Regions from separate parts of the Mus musculus genome. Here region 1 is linked to region 2. The links are chromatin contacts, called in public HiChIP or PLAC-seq maps. All regions are on one chromosome and are shown on one strand. Each heading gives the region's core, a stretch centred on a gene start, on an enhancer-like site or on the middle of the called end of the contact. The rest is flanking DNA. Distances are from core to core; before and after follow the strand shown. Region 1 holds the start of Zbtb1 (zinc finger and BTB domain containing 1). Region 2 overlaps Syne2 (spectrin repeat containing, nuclear envelope 2).

The links. HiChIP or PLAC-seq counts read pairs in DNA pulled down with a chosen protein or histone mark.
Region 1: a contact with region 2 is called in a FOXA1 HiChIP or PLAC-seq map of pancreatic cancer cells. The contact joins the promoter of Zbtb1 here to the enhancer-like site in region 2. A contact is called at or near these places in 2 of 39 promoter capture datasets (liver and stem cell-derived epiblast-like cells), 3 of 115 datasets of contacts at active chromatin or transcription factors (bone marrow-derived macrophages, embryonic stem cells and pancreatic cancer cells) and 2 of 9 other capture datasets (embryonic stem cells and pancreatic islet).

The regions. Positions count from the first base shown.
Region 1 is chr12:76,365,207-76,371,874 of GRCm38.p6, forward strand. Zbtb1 (zinc finger and BTB domain containing 1) reads left to right here and starts at 5,314. Exons shown (of 2, transcript NM_178744.3): 1 at 5,314-5,524. Zbtb25 (zinc finger and BTB domain containing 25) reads right to left here and starts at 4,354. Exons shown (of 3, transcript NM_028356.2): 1 at 4,234-4,354.
Region 2 is chr12:75,831,830-75,838,202 of GRCm38.p6, forward strand. The region is part of intron 1 of Syne2 (spectrin repeat containing, nuclear envelope 2); the gene reads left to right. Among named protein-coding and RNA genes, the nearest start is that of Gm40447, 15 kb to the left of the region's middle. Within about 2 kb of position 1,797, at least 51 of the 459 cell types and tissues checked have an H3K27ac peak or open chromatin away from gene starts, as enhancers often do. A contact at or near this core is called in pancreatic cancer cells, where this site is marked.

The DNA of each region.
Region 1 (6,668 bases), core at 4,064-6,563, 540 kb after region 2:
ACATCTTGGACTGTTTAGAAACTCTTTTTGGTTGGCTTGCATTCTCAGATCAGCAGCAGAACAGCCTAGAATACTCAGCTCTTCATTCTCTCACACCGTAAGCATCTTTAACGGACTTTATAATCAATTATCAGTAAAAGATAGGAAAGCTGGCAGAGGAATGTCAAGCTTTTATGAACTACTTACTCATGGCTAGAAATACACAAGTTAAAAGGTCTCCAGTGCTACCTGATAAAAGGCTTCCCACAAGTGTAGCTGGTATTTGTAAAATGGTATTTTTTGATGATTGTGGATGTGTGACAGTTGATCTGGTTTTATTTGTGAGACGAGATCCCACAATAACCTAGTCTGACCTAGAATTTACTTTGTAGCCCAGGCTGAACTGAAGTCTATGTTCTCTTGCCTCAAGCTCCTGAATAGAGGGATCATAAGCGTATACCATAATTCCCAACAAGTATGGAAGAATGTTTACTATCGCATAAGTATCCCAAAGAATTGTGTTCATTATAGTAGATAAATAAATATCAATGATTATTGTAAATGTGACTTTAAACTACAATTTTAGGTGGTTTAAGGAATCTAAGTAATTAGACATACTGTTGCATACCTGTAATTCCAGCTCATAGAAGTTTGAGGCCTGAACTTAGAAAACCCTATCTCAAAAAGAAAACAAACAGGAGACTTGGGGGAAGGGCCCTCCCTGTACTCACCCCCATCCCAAAGCAAATCCCTGGAGCTCACTGGCTTAGCCAGGTTACATGAATCAGTGAGCCCCACCTTCAGTAAGGAAGACACCCAAGGTCAACCTCTGACCTCAGATCCACACACACAAACACACACCCCTCAAAGAAAAGAAACAGAAATGTGCTAAACTAATGCACTAGTAGAGTGGTTAGAGGCCAGGAAGGGCCACACCATTTCCAAACTTTCTGGTGAAAAGTATCTAGGAAAAAGAACCACTTATTCTTAGACCCTTTTAAATTGATTTCCATAATGTCTAAAAATGATACAGGAACTGCCAAATCTGAAAATACAGGCACAGATCAAACCTGCCAGGAACCCATTCACAGACAATGTTAGAGAAGACGTGATGGATGACACAGGAAAGGGCAGTTACATTCTAGAAATCTTCAATAGGATAGTCTGGAGCCCTGGTCTGTGGGCAGACAGCCTTTTCCATCCTCTGTGTGTGTGTGCCTGTCTGTCTGATAAAGCACTAGGCCAATAAAACTTAGAAATAAAAAACTTAATACGAAAGAGACAAGAGTCTTCTTGATTTATTCTAAAGACTACATCTAACAAGAGTAAAAGAGGTCCTCACAGGCCAGGGAAAGTGAAAGAGGGCAAAACTAGAGGAGACCCAGAGTGCAGCGGGCAAGTGACTGAGCTGCTGTGTGAGTGAGCTACCATCTTCTCTGCCAGAGAATAACAGCTCCATGAACACACTTCTAGCACAGACTAAATAATACCCTCTGCCTAAAAAGCCTGCTGTTTCAGAATTAAACATTGGTTTTGATCTGTATCTACAAAAGCAATTAATTACAAAATCTCAAAACCTTAATAATATACACTTTTCTTAAGGTTAATTTAATAGAAGAAAAAAAGGCCCAATAAAATGAGAACAGAAACCTAACAACGGGTGGGGATATAATATAGCCCAGTAGTAGAGGCTTTGTCTGGCATTCTCAAGATGGCAGGTTTGATCCCCAGAATACAACCAAGTACAATTAAAATGAACTAATCATGAAATTTCATGTTAGCTTTGAGTACTGTCTTTTTCCTCCACTTTCTTTTGGGGGTGGGTGAGTGAGTGGGGTGGTGAGACAGGGCTCACTATGTAGCTCTGGCTGTCCTGGAACTTACTATGTAGACCAAACTGGCCTTGAACTCTGTCTCCCAAGTACTGGGATCTAAAAGGTGTGCACTACTATGCCTGGCAAAACATATTCTATGTGTACTTGCATGAATTCAGGCATACCATATGTACGCAGGAGCCTGTGGAAACCAGAAGGAATCCGTTTCCAGGAACTGGAGTTATTTCAAGTTAAGAGCCACATGGGCGCTGGAAGCCAAACCTGGGTTGTCTATATGCACAGTAAGCGCTCTCAACTGATGAGCCATCTCGACAGACTAAAGGAAGAAGCAGTGGCTGAGGAATCTAACTGGCATGAAGTGGAGATCAAAGGATCCAATTCCATCGCTGGTAGAGGTAACTACTATCAACTATTTTCTTTTTGGCTTTCTCTAAGGACTCAGATGCACTTGCTCTGTGGGATAAACAAGCAGAAAGGGGGCACAGGAAGTGGTGTAGGGCTACTTTACAATTCATCAAAATAAGAGCACCTGCACTGCTTTTCTATAGGAACTCTGACAGTTCGCCAACTCTTTCCTAGCTCTTACTTCAAAAATGGACAAATTGGTCAGATACCACCAGCAGCTTGCAGGGAATAAATCACTTTGGGTCAGCGGTAGGTTAGGCACTATGCTGCACTTCCCAGCGTGCTAGGAGATTTTACTGCCAAGCCGCTCAGGCCCCTCCTCCTCAGCTAGACAGCCTGGCTCCTTTGCATTCCCCTCAGGAGATCGGGTGGAAGTACATAGCTCCACTTTGTAAGGCATAGAGGGCAGCTGAAAGTCCTGCCTGGCCTCTCTGAGCAACCACAGGCGCCAATAAATCAGCCACAGGCGATTCTCTCACCCCCTTCCTGGGGAGCAAGATGTAATGCGAAAGAGCACTGACTAGGCTTGGAAGATAAGTGATTGAGACTCACATTCCTTTGCCAACTACTCTTGTCACCACAGTCAGGTATACCTCTCTGGCTCACTCACTTCTGCCGACTTAAAACATATTTATAACAAGACAATACTACCCTTTTAGGGAATTCAGTTATTAAAACTGCCGGCAAAGGTTAGCACACAAAACTAAACCTGACTGGAAACTCCTTACAGCTTATTATAGTACTGGGCATGACAGTCTAGTGTGTGGTGGGGTAGGTGGGGGTCTTCTTGCTGACCACCCAGGATGTCTCATTGCTCCCTAACTGAATCCCAGCCATCTTGACTATTTCACACCTACTCATCCCACCCCCAAGTCAGGCAGTGGCTATGTACCTATATCTAGGTTGCTTCAAGAATGATGCCTAAACCTAAGGCCGAGACACGTGGCCAGACCAGGGGGCATACACTCTTAGTTCCTGCGAGTGAGAGCCCGACCTAAGATCCATTGCTACTTCTACACTAGCCTGGGCTATCAACTTGAGAAGTCCTGTAAACCTGATGTAATTTTAATCACTTCTGGAGTATACACTGTCCAAAGCAGGATAAACTGGCACTGCAGTCCTGAGGCTAATTATGAAAGGTGCAGAAACTTTGATCGGGCAACACTCTGCTTCTTAGGCCGGGTGTTAGCTGTGAAATGAGGGATGGACTCGATATTTAAGGTCCTTTTCAGCTGAAAAACTCTGATTCTAAGATGTACTTCAATTCTGTCAATCGACAGCTCTGCAGCTTTTGAAGGACTTGCTGGAGTCCCTCGAGGAAGAAGGCCAACTTTAATCCCTTAGAGGGAGATGGGAGTTAATTTATAAAACACACAACACTAGCTGCTATCAGGTTCCAGGTACAGCGCAGTGCGTTACCTAAGCAACTGATAACGGCTTGATTCCTCCAAATGAGTGCTAGGGAGACGATGATATAAGATGGGGGCCAGAATTCAAAATGAAAAACCACTGGGCTAAGAGAAAAATTAATTATTAGGGTAGGGGGCTACTTGCCCTAGATGCTAGGTACTCACAAACTGGATGGGGGAGGGGAGAGTGAGGGCTGCGCAGCCCGATCTGGACACCCGCCCACTTGCTAGAGCCTGGAGGCCTGACGCGGCCGCCCAGGACCCGGCTGACACAGACGGATTGAGGCTTCTGCGCCCGCTCGGAGCCCGGCCCGCAGCGGGAATGGGCTCTAAGGCTGTGCGGCAATCGCGCGCGCCATCCCGCCCGCGTTAGGCCCCGGCGGCCCACGGCCAGGGGCGGCTCCGCGCGCCCAGCACTCGCTCGCCGTTGCTAATGTCCTCCTTGGGCCCTGACTGACATCTCCAACGGACCAAAAACAGCACCCCTCTCCCCGGCTACTTGCATCTGTCCCGCGACGGGTGCAGCTGCAGCCGCCGCCCGGGCGGCTCGCGGCGGGAGGGACTGAGCCCGGAGCAGCCCACAGGGGCAGGGCCGCGTTGCTTACCCAGACTCCGCCGCGGCGGCGGACTGGCGGGCGGGCTTCTCTGTGCGGGAGGGGCGGGCTCCCGCGCGGCGCACACCACGCGGCTGCGCCCGCTCACGCACCCGGCGGGCTGCTCTCGCGCGGCTTCCCGCGCCCGGCCCACGTGACCGGACTGCCGGGAAGCGAGCGGCACCCCGGCTAGTGTGCGTGCCTGCCTGCGTGCGTGCGTGCGTGCGCGCGCGCCTGCCTGCCCGCCCGAGTGGCCAAGGCGGGGGTCGGCCCCGCGCTCCGGGCGCGCCTCTGCCACGGTCCCCAGTCGTGACTGGAGGCGGAAGTGTGGGGACAAGTTCGAGCGTCACTGGCTCCCCACACGTCTTGGCGTGACCTGGGAACTTTCCCCGGCGTGTGCAAAAAAAAAAAAAAAAAAAAAACCCAAAAAACAAAAAAAAACCACGGGTGCCCCCTCGGCCCTGGGTGGGGACGGGCAAGGATGCACCGGCGTCTGGCGCGGGAGGGGGACGAGGGCGCGGGGCAGGCAGCCACATGCGGCGGGAGCCAGGGAGGGAGGCGGGCCGGGCGGGGCATGGCGGGGGAAGTGACTCAGGCCCGAGGCTGGCGGGCCCACGCGAAGAGGAGTCGGGGGGCACGGAGGACCCCGAGCGGACAGGCTTTAGGCTGGACGGGACGAGAGTGTCACCCCCCCCTCCAGGCGTCCAGGGTGGAGCGCGGGGGCGGGTCCAACTGCGGGGCCCTGCGGGACAGGGGTCTGACATCTGGGTAGAGGGCGATCGGCATCCAGCCCTGGGGGAGTCGGGAGGATCCCAGTGGCGTCCAGCTGTGCAAACAGGAGGAGGGCCAAGCCGACTCCGGGGAGAGGGGCGACAGTGCTGCTCCAGCCGCCGCCGCCCGGGCGCCCGCGCTGCGGGCAGTGCCAGCCTCCCCGGCCCGACGCAGAAACTTGTTGCAACCAACAGGCGACCGCGGGTGCCCCTAGCCGCCAGCGGCGGAGTGGGTGGGCGGGCGAGAGGGAGGGGAAGGCTGGCGGACGCCGCCGCGAACTGGTGGGCAGACCCGGAGTCGCCGCGTAAGCGGGGCCGGCTCAGTGCGGTGCGGCAGGCGCGGCTGTGCGGCAGCGGAAGTCCTTTGTTGCAGCGCAGTCCCTGGCAGAGCCCGGAGTGTCTCGGCGCAGCCCAGCCGAGCGCCGCGCGCCGTCAACTGCAGCCCGCAGCCCCTCGCCTCCGCCCGCCTTCCCAGCGGCTCCGCTGCCCTCAACTCCATAAAACCTCCGCAGCCGCGCGTCCCACCGCGCCCGGTGAGTAGCTGCCAGTCGTCGGGGCCATTTGCGCAACTTTGGCCGAAGCTGGGCCACGGGCCTGGCGGAGTGCGTGGCCGAGGCGGCGCCGACCGGTGCGGGGAGCCGGAGCGTGGAAAGCGCGCGGCGAGGAGCCGGTGGCGGGGGTCTGCCGAGCGGCTTCGCTCGGGGCCGGCCGTCAGTCCGGTGCGCGCGGCCTCTCCGGGTTCCGGACGAATCCCCTCTCCAGACGACTTCCCAAATTACTTCTTTTCCCTTTATTTTATTTTGTGCTGGGGGGGTGGGGGGAGGGGAGGTGGAGGCGGGAGGCCGCGCTTGATTGACGGGCCCAGAGCGCGCTTCGCTAACTTCCAGCTGCGGCTGGGCGGCCGGTGGGAGGGGAGCGTCCCGGAGCCGGAGGCCGCAGACTTGGGCGCGCTCCGAGGGAGGAGGCGGCTGGGCCGCGCGGATTCCTGCTTCGCTCTTTCCCACCCCCGCTCCTCAGCACACACGCTTTTTGTTCGGGTCCAAAGTGGTAGGTCTCGGGGGTTTGGGGGGTTTTCTGTGTACGAGATCCTCCCCCCCGCCCCCCGAGTCCCGAGAAGAAAGTGCTTTTTGCCTCCAGTGGTGGGCGCTTACAAGTAGAAGTTCTGGTGGAGGCGGTGAGCTAGTTGGGTGGCGATCTGGAGTCCTTGCTGCTGAAGCGTGCAGGCGTGGATCTGGGCTCAGCCGCCGCTCCCAGGCTCCCTTTCCACCTTAGCCACTCGTCCACGTGATCTGAGGGCTTGACAAGACATTTTCCAACTCGGACGGGTCTAGAACAGGTTAATGAAAGTCCTTGTTTTCTGGGGATAGGGTTTTGTATGTGTGTGATCATGTTCCCAAATCGAATGTCGCTGTGACGGTACATGTAGATTCTCCACTGGTCAGACTGTATTTCCGTACAGTATGAATCGCTGCGGCAACATTTTCCCCTTTGACACTGGAATCCACAAAGCGTTCCAAGCATTTCCCCCCGACCCCCACCCCGTTTTGAGACAAGGTCTGGCTAGGTAGCCCAGGATCGCTTGGATATAATTCTCCTGCCTCAGGAAATCCTAAATTTTGGGGTGATAGGCTTGTTCTGAGGCTTTCCAAGACCACTTAGAATTTCTTGAGCCGAAGT
Region 2 (6,373 bases), core at 547-3,046:
GAGTCTCTGTTTTGAGACAGAAACCATCTCATTACTGGGTGACTCCATTGTCAGCTGGATGGAGACATGGCTGAAAGGGAGCCTCCTTCTCCATTTTATGTCTCATGTTCTAATATTTCTTCCCTTTTAATCTGTCTGCGGTTTCCAGTGCTTAAGGCTTCCTTTCTCTTAATTTTGATCAAATGAAGCCATTTGTGTAAAAACTTAATCTGATGAACCCCATTTTACTTAAATTGGAGAGGAAATTGGGGATAGAATAAGAGAATTATTATTGTTGATTATTTTATTTTATTTTTTGGGGGAGCCAGAGTCTCAAGTATCCCAGCGCTAACCTCAAACTCCCTGCAGTGCCCTTGAACTTCTGATCTGCCCACCCCCACCCAGTCGAGCTCTGAGTTCAGATAGTGCTTGGGATGGGACCTGGGGCTTCCTGCCTGCTAGGCTGGCACTCCTCCAGTTAAGCGTCTTTAACCTGAATGTGGTTTTTTTTTTTTTTTTGCCTTCAGTAGTTTCTTATTTATTTATTTATTTATCTGACTTGTTATTTTTGGCAGCTCTGGAGCCTGAGCCCAGGGCCCTAAGCATGCTAGGCATGTGCTCTGCCTGCAGCAACAGTGTAGGCTCTTTTTATTATCTTTATTTTAACATAGGGCATTGTTGGTCAGGCAATGGTGATACCTTTAATCTCAGCACTCAGGGCACAGAGGCAGGAGGATCTCTGAGTTTCAAGGCCAGTCTGGTCTATAGGTCAGGGCCACTTGTTGTTACAGAGAAGCCTTGTCTCAAAAAACAAGAACATACCCTAAACAAATAAACAGATGATGATGATGATGGTGGTGGTGGTAGTGGTGGTGATGATGGTGATGATGATGATGGTGGCAGTGTGGGATGGTGATGATGGTGATAACAAGGCAGTGTTAAGTTGTACAGCTGGCTTTGGACTTGAATCTTATTGCTTCAGCCTCCTGAGTAGCTGGATTACAGGCATTTGCCACTACCCACATCTTGGGGTCTCCCTTACTAGAGGAGAAACATATGATCCTGGGGTCACGTTGTGGTTGCAGATAAAATTACATCTGTGGAGCCAGGGAGATGGCTCAACAGGTAGAGGCATTTGCTGCCAAGCCAGACACTCTGAGTAAGACCTCAGGGACCCACATGATAGAAGAGAACTGACCCCCAAAGTTTTCCTCTGACCTCCAGATGACCCCTAAACACAATACATAAAAAGTAATAAAAATAACTATTAAAATTTAAATACCTGTTGTATCTTTGAAAGTTTAAATCTGGAACTTAAGTGTCTTTTAAGTTTTCATTTTCATACACACACACACACACACACACACACACACACGCACACTATATGCACACACACACTATATGTATACACACACTATATGCATTCACACACATGCACACACACACACCACACTCTACACATACACTATACACACACACTATACACACACTATAGTACACACACTATACATACGCACACTACACGCATACACTATACACACACACTGTATGTACACATACACTATACACATTCACACATACACACACTACACACACACACTGTACACACAAACTACACACACATGCTATACACACATACTATGCATACACACTACACACACATACTACCCACACACACTATACACACATACACACATACTAGGCACACACACACACACACACACACACACACACACACACACACACGGTTCTTCCCTGTTTCCACTTTCCAGTCTCCCGGCACTCACAGCTCCCTTCCCTAGAGATTATCATCGCTGCTATGAATTCGTGTTATGCTTCATTCATTTGAATATTTCCAAACCCTCGCTGTAACTCACTGCTTTCCCTAGACTTTGCACTTCCTCCTTTTCACCTAGAATCTTGGTGTCGTGGTTTGTTCCTGAGGTGTCATAAACCCGGCTCTTATTTTAGTCCTCCCTTCTGAAAGCCCGGCACACATCAACTCTAACCCACTTTAAATATTCTTGGCTTGGCTGGTGGATCCTGGATGTAACCAGGGTAAGAATTTCAAGACCTTGAGCTTCTCACTTGCTGTGAAACCAGTTCTGTTAGTTAATTTATCACAGCAGTTTGACAGCCAAATGCAGTCGTGGGCAAAAGCATGTTTCCTTTTCCTTATTCTCCCTCTCTCTGTCTGTCTCTCTCTGTCTCTGCCTCTCTCATTGAGAAAGAGCGGAGAAGCTGGAGATGTAGCTCATTCAGCGGCTTGCTTGTCATGTGTGCGCAGTGCCCTGGGTTTGATTCTCAATACTGCATAACCAAGTGTTCAGGCTGGCGTGGCTGTAGACATGTGGTATTAAATTTCTCTACAGAACTGTGCAGTGAATGAGAGGATTGGACGTATGTTTCCTATTAGGTTTCTTGCTGTAGTGGTTAAGGACATGGCCTTTGAAGCTAAAAGTATTTGGGTTCAAGTTAGTCCTGCTAATCGCTTGATGTGTGGCTTTGGATAAGTTACGCACTCTCCCAGTTTCCCTAAAGCGGGTAGATGGGATGTATTTTATAGACGTGCCAAAGTCATGGTTCATGGACAGTGTGTGGCACGAATTAAATACTGAACAAATATTAGCTTTTCCTTTACTGCTTTGTTGGTTTCAAGTAGACAACCTCCAGTCTGATCACCTTGAAGAGGGGAATCCCCAGTTCTTCACAGCGGGTAGGGCTCACTTTCATTTGCCCCGTTAATCAGTCACCAGAAGTGATGTATAGTTACAGACAACTTTGGAAGGCTGGTGCAGATCTCAGGATCTCTCTTGGTGGTCAGTTCTAAGTGGCATGAGGATTTCCTTGCATCTCGGGGGTCTGTCCGTTTCTCCACATCTTTAAGTGTTTAGTTTTGTGTCTACTGAGGAACATAGTGTAGCCTATGTAAGAGATCTTTTGAGGTTTGATTGACTTGTTCAGCAACAGAGAGAAAACAACCTAGACTGGCTTCCTTATCGCCTTCTTTCTCTGTCTCCTCCTTTCTCTCCCTCTCTTCTTTTTCTGAGCTGGAGATTGAATCCAGGGCCCCACACATCCTAGGCATGTACTTTACCATTGAACTCTCTCATCCCGTCCCGTGGGGCTTTGTTTCTTGTTGAAGGCTGTGTATGCAGTGTGTGGGGGTGGGCTGGGGTGAGGCCAGGCTCATTCCATGAAGAGAGCTTTGAGAAGGGAAAAATAATCCCCAGAAACTCAAAACTCATTTTGAAATTCCATAAAGGAAACGGAAGACCCTGTTCCCTTAGTCCTTGAACTGAAGGAGTCAGAGAAATATATGCATTATGAGAAATTTTGCTTTCACAGAAAAATGCATGGATTTTAAACACTTTTTTAAAAAATCAGAAAACTCTATGAAGAATTGTAATCTCAGAAAGAGAAACAGATTAAGTTTGTTGTTGTTGTTTATTCAGGCCAGATAAATTTCTGATGGAGTCACTGTGCCCACCATAAGAAAAAGACAAAGAGGAAGCTGTGTGCACAGCACCTTCTGTTCTTTTGGGGAGATGGGAGGGTAGGTCAGATCTGAAGATGGGACTGAGAGCAGGCAAATTTGTATCCTCCTGGGAAACTCCAAAAAACTCTGGTTGTTTCTCTTCAGGTGAAAAAGGTCAGCTTTGTTGGAGAATAAAGTGGAAACTCATTTCCAAGTGTTCTGTCACCCCAGGATTCCACCAGGGACTGGCCCTGACTGCAGAATTCTCCACTGCAGCAAAGGCTCTCACTAAATGGCTCTGGCTATCCCAGGACTCACTCTGTAGCTCACAGGCTGACCTCCAACTCCTGGAGCTCCTGCCTCTGCCTCCTAGAGTGCTGGGGTTAAAGGCATGTGCCTTTTTAATCTTTTATTTTTAGTGATCTGAGTGTGTGTGTGTCTGCATGGAATATGTTTGTGTGTGTACAGTGTCTCCAGGGGACAGGAGACAGCCTCAGATCTTCTGGAGTAACAGGCAGTTGTGAGCTTTCTGAACTAGGTGCTGGGTTTGAACTGTGGCCTCTGTAAGAGCACTGTACATTTCTAACCACTGAGCTGTGCCTCCCCAGGCTGGCCTCAAAGGCACAGTCTTCCTTCAGCAAGTCCTGCCTACATGTGCCACCAAGACCAGATGGATACTCCTTTTCAACGAAAGATTTTCTGTTACAGTTAAAGTGCTGCATTGCTGGCTGTATGCTAGAAAAAAAAAAAAACCAAAACAAAACAGTGTCTGTCTGTCCGTCCATGTGAAACATCTCTATGCAGCCCTGACTGTCCTAGAACACTATATAAGTCAGCCTGGCCTTGAACTCACAGAGATCCTTCTGCCTCTTCTGCCCAAGCCCTGGCACCACGGGTGTGCCAAGCACAGGATGGCAGTTTCTAGTCTATAGAGACTACAGTCAAGCTTCTAGCTGCTTTCCCCATCTGCTTTCTTGTTAACTAGTTTATCCGATGGTGATCTGGGTGTTAGCTGAAGCTGAGTGTCCAGTGTTTACTTAGAACTTCCCTGTTATCAAAGTGGCTTCAAAGACATGGACTCTTCTTCAGAGGCAGAGCAAAGGAGAAATGTACCCTTAAATAGGAGCGGAAGGTTAATTTGAGGGAGAAATGAATTAAAAATAAAATGCACTACAGGTACTTCCTGGAACTCCTGACATGGAAGCCAGTACATAAGTGATGTACCCCGGTCAGTCGGTAGACTGCTTACTGTGCACGGGTCAGCAGAGGCAGGAAGCTCAGGAGTTCTGTGTGGCTGCCTCGCTGACTTCTGGGTGGGCCACAGAACATAGAGGGAGGTAGAAAGCGAACGGAGGCTGATCGCTGTCCAGCTTTGCCCAAACTGTCTCTGGTTTAGTTCTTGGCGTGCGTGGCTCTCTTTTCCTTAGTGCTGACTTAACAGGTGTGTGTGTGTGTGTGTGTGTGTGTGTGTGTGTGTGTGACCTTTCCTTGTTGGCCACTCACTACGGCTTTCTGGAACGTGGCTCTCTGGGACCTTAAGCACCAGGATTAAGACAGTTAAATCTGCTGTCAGCTTGCCGGATGTAATCTTCCTGTTCATTGTCCTGGCTTCCAGGGCCCCTCTTGTCTGGTGCTGTATCTTTCGCTTGCAGTTGCTAGCTATGGTGTAGCTGTCCTTCAAAGCATTCATCACTTGCTTGTTTTAATTTTGTTTAAGCTCCTCGAAGATGTACCGGAGCACCGGAAACACCGGAAATGCTTTTCGAAGTTGAGGTTGTGTTTCGTGAAGCACTGGCCTCCCAGGCTGGGAGCAGAAAGGGTGCTGTGATTTTCCTGGTTACTGTGGGTAGAAGATAGGGCAAGGGACCGTCATCTGTCACCTGCCTGAGTGCTCTTATCTTTAAAAATGCCATCTAAACTAGTCTCTTCTGTCTGGGGACTAGCAGGAATGGTGGCGTTGAGAGTGTTGCTTGAAAGAAATTTATCTACGGAAGCAGAAAATGGTTTGAGCTTATTTGCTGAAACTGCTATTTGTGAGGAGCAAAACCTGGTAGGCTTTGTAAATGGGTAATTTCAGAGGCAAGCAAACGTGTTGCCAAAACAATATTTTGAAAACAAGCTACATTTTGTATTTTAGCTTTTTATGTTTATTTATCAAAATTAATATCATCCTAGTGGTTCAGAAATTCTTTCTGTTTCATTTTTTTTTTTTTTTTTTTGCCATAGGATGGATTCATGATATAAGAATTAAAAACCTTACATAATTTTGGTGCTGAGGCAGAGCTCTGCTCTGTGGTAGAGCCCTGCCCAGGATGCTTAAAGCTTGTGAGTGTGATCCCATTGGCGGTGGGGTGGAATGAGCCCAACCCCCAAACTCAAAACCAAAGCCACCAACCCACAAAACCACCTAGACCCAGAGACCTTGGGTAGTGTAATAAACCCCACTTTCCACAGAGGCTCTGTGAGCAAAGAAAGCAAAGGTGCTTGCGGAAGGAAGTCCCCTTTGGATGGCGGTTTAGGGCCTCGTCTCCTGCTGCTTCCTCCAACTGGAAATGGAGTTTGGGTGGGAAGAAAGGTGGCTTTCCTGGGACGGTGGTCTCAGCTGTTTCTGTGGAATCAGAGACGCAGAGAGAGCAAGAAAGCGAGAGAGCGAGAGAGAGCAAAGGCCTTTAAAGTTTTTCTACTTTTAACCCCCTTTTATCTGGCATGGTTAGTTTGGTTTTGTTGTTGTTGTTGTTTTTGTTTGTTTATTTTTGTTTTGTTTTTTAAAAATCAGCTTGATAAAAGGGTCATTTGGGAAGAACAGATCTTTATTGAGGACATGCCTCTATTACACTGACCCATAGGCAAATCTTTGAGGGCATTTTTTTTTTTTTAATTGATGATCAATGTGGGAGGGCCCAGCTCACGGTGGGC